Regions from separate parts of the Zea mays genome. Here region 2 is linked to region 1. A link is a contact called in public Hi-C data. All regions are on one chromosome and are shown on one strand. Each heading gives the region's core, a stretch centred on a gene start, on an enhancer-like site or on the middle of the called end of the contact. The rest is flanking DNA. Distances are from core to core; before and after follow the strand shown. Region 1 holds the start of LOC100286370. Region 2 has its middle 25 kb from the start of LOC109945262.

Region 1 (2,849 bases), core at 220-2,719:
CACTTTATTCAGCTCTTCAAGACTTCTTCAGTTCAGAAAGATTTCTTTACTGGCTAGCTAGTAAACCTGACGAGGTAGGAAACCATCTCCGAGTTCACCCTCTCGGCCTGCTCCTGCTGGAGAAAATGGTGGCCTTCGATGACGGTGACTTCAAGATCTGGAACGGTGGACTTGAACTCCGCGCTCTTGATGTACTCCCCAGTTCCAAAGGACTGGGCACCGATGTCCTTATCGCCAGCTATGAACTTCACAGGCACTGTAATCTTCGCTCCGTTCCAGGGTGCAAGGAGTCTCGAGTTCCTGCATGCAAAATTATATTACCACAACTTACGACCAGTGTAACCAGGCAATGGTTAATAAGACAGAAATAGTACGTACTAGGAAACAAGCTAATTAAGGTGAGGAAATTACGTCTCCGACATGCGGTAGTAGTTGAGGGGTCCAGTGAACCCGGACTTGTGAAACTTCTCAGCATACTGGCCCAGTTCTTCCTCGCTGATCCAAGGAAGTGGCGAGGGAGACGCCTCCAGGAAGTCTATGATCTCCACCCCAGGAGGAGCGGTGACATCATCTATTTCGATGGAGTAGAACTTTTTTAGGACAGTTGCGACATCGTAACGGGCGAATGCGCTCTCAGCTCTTCCAGCCTCCTGTAAATACGTATGAATCTTCAAACGCCATCGCCAAACGCTGTGTTTTTTCTATGGACTAATAATACTTAAATTATCGAAAACTCTCATTTATTGATATATATAGGTGCAAAATTGCTGGTACAAAATCAGGCGAAGTAGATAGCATGGTTGAGGGGGAAGATCATCGGATGAGCGAGCACCACCTGGAACTGATTTATGTAAAAGCCCTCGCCAAACGCCGCGAAGGCCTCCGTGATGGGGCGAGCGTGTGCGTGTCGAGCGGAGTACGGTACCCCCAGAACGACGGCGGCGCGCACCCGGTCCGGCCGGAACAGGCAGAGGAGCCACGCCGCATGCGCGCCCCAGTCGTGCCCCGCCACGAACACCTACAGATCCATCCGTGGCAGATGGCGGCGCCGGCGCGCACAGCACACAGTCACTCGCGATGGTGAGGCGAGAAACAAGAAGAAGCACGTACGGCAGGGGGACAGAAAAGGCGGCATGCACCTTTGTGAGTTGGAGGTGGTCGAGGAGCGCGACGACGTCGCCGACGATGTGGAAGATGGAGTAGGCGGCGGGGTCGGACGGCGCGGAGGAGTCGCCGTAGCCGCGGAGGTCGGGGGCTAGCGCACGGAACCCGCGGGCGGCGAGCGCGGCCATCTGGTGGCGCCACGAGAGCCAGAGCTCCGGGAAGCCGTGGAGGAGGAGCACCGCCGGCCCATCCTCGGGGCCCCGCTCGGCGACGTGGATGGAGACGCCGTTCACGTCCGCGTTCCAGTGCCGCACCTCGCCCGCGTCCATGCTATGCTGCATCTCTGACACGCGGGTCGCCTGTTTGGATCCTCAGGCTGCTATGCCGGTCAGTCAAAAATGTGCTCGCGCTGTCCACGTTGCACTGTAAAGAAATGGCCAAAGGTTTAAATCCGTTAATGAAGCAAGTAAATATACTCGCTCGGCCTTATTTTAACTGTCATTTTTCGTTTCTCGAAAAATCAAACATACTCTATTTTAATCAAATATATATATATATATAATAAAATACTAACTTTTATAAAATATAGTAATATTTATAAAATATAGTTAATATCATTAGGTGGATTATTGAATTTATTTTTCTAATAAATTTATTCTAATATATAAATATTGTTTGTATTTTTAAAACTAGTTAGTTTTAACTAGGTTTAATCGGTATATTAACTACAAAGATATTTAAATAGAAATAGATGGAATAAATATTTAGATTATTTTGTGAAAGTCGCTCTTCTGCACCACGTCGTCCTTTATTCAACGTTGACATCGACGTTGATTTTGGATCCGAGCTTTTAGGTGCAATTAAATTTTTATTTTTCGAGTAAGATGGAGCTCTCTTGTTGGACAAGGTGCAAGAGACAATTTGTTGACATATACATAAAATAATAGCACAAAAAATTCGGCCGGGAGGGTGTGACCACCCTCCCAGTACAATACCTAAGGCCGGCAGATAAGGCGCACAAAATCCTCTGATAGTTAATGGTCTCGAGCGAGAAAATCTCCAAACAATGACTCCATCACTAGCGGACCGTCATCGTCCACTCTGCAACAGTGGACCGTCACTACCCACTCTGCACGACCCAGCTAGAGGGTGGTGTGCAATACGTAACCCGGAAGCGGACAAGACATAGTGAGAGGGTTTTTTAACTACAGTCTTAAATTCGCTTCCATGAAAAATCGAACATAAGATCTGAGTTAGGGATGGCAACGGGTTTAAAACCCGCGGGTACATAGATTACAAACTCGTACCCGCGAGATTAATGTTAAACCCGTACTCGCACTCGCTACCCGCGACGGGTAGCGTATGTTACCCAAACCCGCTACCCGCGAGTTTATGGCATCCGCGGGCACAGTCATATAATAAATATTTATTAAACTGATAACACATAATAATAAATATTTATTAAACTGATAAAAACATGTACCAATCTTAGCCAAAAGTTCAACGAGTTCTCTGGCATCTGTAGTCTTCTTTTATATCATTTGATTGGCTCCGCCCGCTCAAATCTTTCGGGGTGGCACTAAATTGAGATGTATGTGCTCTACAGTCTACACAGACACACGCGAGTATGCGGGTTTACGGGTACAGATACAACATTTTTATGCCCACGAGAAAAAAAACCGTCAGGTTGAAAATCAAACCCGTACCTGTACCCACGGGTACAAACTCACACTCAAACCCGCACC
Region 2 (2,849 bases), core at 192-2,691, 330 kb before region 1:
TGCCGAGTGCCACGCAAAAAACCCTCGGTAAAATAAAACACTCGGCGAGAGAGAGGTTGCGAGTTCGAATCTCACCATTTACAAAACATATAAGTTTGATTCAAAATAATAGTGAAAAATGATAGGGCAACAGGTAAGGTAATAGGGTAGGGTTGGAGAGTTGTTCCTAGAATTTAAAAAATGTTTTGCTGTTTTTTTTAAAATTTTTCGATTCTTAATTTGCCGAGTGTTTTTCTTTGCCGAGTGCTTTTTGACACTCGGCAAAGTCTTTGCCGAGTGTCCGAAAAAAAGCACTCGGCAAAGAACCATTTGCCGATGAAATCTTTGCCGAGTGTTCTTTGCCGAGTGTTACACTCGGCAAAGCCTTTGCCGAGTGTAAAATAGCTTCTGCCGAGTGTTTTAGACACTCGGCAAAGAACGCGATTCCGGTAGTGGCTGCAAAGCCTGTGACCTCGTGTCTGTATCTGAAATTCTCTGAATGATGCAGAATGCATGCAGCTCATTCGCTGTTGTGCTGTGCAGTGCAGGCATCACAGCATGCACTGGAGACGGGAGAGTGCCGGCGATGAGGGATGGGAATGGATCTAGCGAGGTCTGGGAGTGGATGCCTCAGGATTAGGGGGATACAGTAAAGCGGCAAGCGGAAGCCTTTTTCTTCTTCAGCTGCTGGCCGAGAATCTAGGCGACCGGGGAGATCTGAAGTCCCAGATCCATGTTTCTGCAGGACAGTGAGGATAAACTGATCGAGAGGCGATGTTTGTGCCAGGTGTCCACACAGCAGCTAGCAGCTCCTTGCTTGGGAGCTTCCCTCATCTTTCTCATCTTCACTTCAACAGGCTACTTGCTTGCCTTAACTTTGGATGATGAACTTGCCTTGCAGCAGAGGGAGACAATCATATCATATATATATTATAGTTCTGAATCTGTGAAAAAAACAAACCAGCCATAACATGAGTTGTTTCAGCTACACAAGATTAAAAAAAAGTCCAAAGTTACAATCGGCAAGAAAAAAAATGTCTTAATTACCTCGTTGATTGAACTAAGTTCACGGTAAATTTAATGGCATATAGTATTATAGTCTTCCAAGGATTGACTATGACCAAGCAAGAAGACGAGTGCAATACTCTTTTACTTTCCTGATAGTTTAAGTTTTTTTTATAAAAGTTGTATGAGCTGATGAAGAATTGAAGTGTTAAATGTGAAGTACAGTTAGATCATGATTAAAAAACTAGGAGACTCGTTTGCACCCTTATATATCTAAGAAGATATGCGGTTGTTCCCCTATATAAATAACTATAAATAGGTTTCATGACAAACAGGTGAGTTAAAAAATAAAAAGGGTTAAGAACGCAAAGCCGAACATTTATCTGGTGTGGATAGCAGACTAGGCCGGACTCGTTAAAGGCCCCCAACGACGACGACGCAACCTCGCATGCAATTGAAAATGCTACGTCCAGGGCCCAGGGCAGCCGCTTCTTCCACGGCAGGGTCCACTGGGCCGTCCTAGCTACGTTGTCTGATGATGTCGCCCAAGGCCAATGACGTACAGCGACGTTAGAAAGTTCCATGCACTGGGTGCAAGTAGCACAATATAACAAACAAATATAACCAGAAAGAGGGCATTATGCAATTTAATATAAACCAATAGCACTAAGAAATGCTATTAGACGTCACGAATGATAAATGACCATAAATAGCCAACCCCTGTTGTGCAACAAGTCTTATGTACGAACATGCAAACAACCTTTAAATTATGGTTTAACCGTAAATGGGAACATATGTATAGTAGTGAGGTGGGTGTAGAACTGACTAGAGATAGGGGTAGAGATAAAGAATTTGGAGAAGAGAATAATGATTTTTTCAAGTAAAAAGTGTCTACGGTTCTCGACTGCGGACAAAACCAATCGAACCAATCAACTCGTTTATCAATTTCTTTACTTTCTTATCCTAGAAGTAGCAAGTAATGTAACCTTATTTATCTATATCTTCACCTCTCTACGACTCTACGTCATCTAAAGACGCCTTGAGTGGCCTGTCGATCTCAAGACAAACTCTAGGATCTCTCCCCCTGACGAGTCCCTCCTAGAGGCGAGATCCAGGTGTCATTGGCGAAGGCCTCCGCCTTGCGCACGCACGGACCATCTGGCACGGCACAGGAAACCCGCTCCTGCTGTCTAGGTCATGGACCGTTTGACCCTAAGCCGCGGACCGTCCGCGTCGCCGTAGAGAGCCCACGCGAGTGAAACAACTCTCAGTAATTGACGCTCAGATCTACCCGCATCTCGTCAAACAATTCAACTAATGAACTAGATAAATTTTATCTGGAGTCCATGATCTATATTCTCATTATCTCCTCAACCCTAGCATTCATAATTAAACGTGGGATGATGATGCCCTTAATCAGTCATCAGGAAAGAAACATTGGGAGCAACAATATGTCAGCAAAATGAATTTAAGCAACATAAAAAAGAGAATGGAATTATATAATGTTAACTTGCCTTGCAGCAGCAATATGTCAGTAAAATGATTTAACATAAACTTGGTTCATTTGCTCTGAAGTTGATGCCCTCAAGGCTATTAGGGGCAGCTTGAAAGATCCACATGAAAATCTTAGCAGCCGGAGTCGGGGAGATCCATGCATGGGAAATTGGTCCCAAGTTATCTGTTAGACCGTGTCGCATAAAAATAAAGTTTATAAATCCAAACTGAGAGACTACGCCATTTTGTCAAGTGGGATAAGGATAAAGACAATGATAAGGAAAATGCTAAAAATGGGTACGAGGGTGGTGAAGATGGACCCTGCCTCAGCCTTCGTGGCTGACGAGGTGCGTTCTGATAAGAATAATAGA

Evidence for each region. A called contact is a pair of places that touch in the nucleus more often than the background predicts.
Region 2: a Hi-C map of tassel shows a contact between it and region 1, with 4 times the contacts expected there. The contact joins the enhancer-like site here to the promoter of LOC100286370 in region 1. A contact is called at or near these places in 4 of 25 Hi-C or Micro-C datasets (ear, leaf, root tip and 1 more).

Annotation. Positions count from the first base shown.
Region 1 is chr3:107,114,084-107,116,932 of Zm-B73-REFERENCE-NAM-5.0, reverse strand. LOC100286370 reads right to left here and starts at 1,469. Exons shown (of 4, transcript NM_001159257.2): 1 at 1,140-1,469; 2 at 836-1,018; 3 at 412-650; 4 at 1-300. The coding sequence starts at 1,433. The coding sequence ends at 54.
Region 2 is chr3:107,449,028-107,451,876 of Zm-B73-REFERENCE-NAM-5.0, reverse strand. No RefSeq gene overlaps it. Among protein-coding and RNA genes, the nearest start is that of LOC109945262, 25 kb to the right of the region's middle. Within about 2 kb of position 1,441, at least 15 of the 20 cell types and tissues checked have an H3K27ac peak or open chromatin away from gene starts, as enhancers often do. A contact at or near this core is called in ear, leaf and tassel, where this site is marked.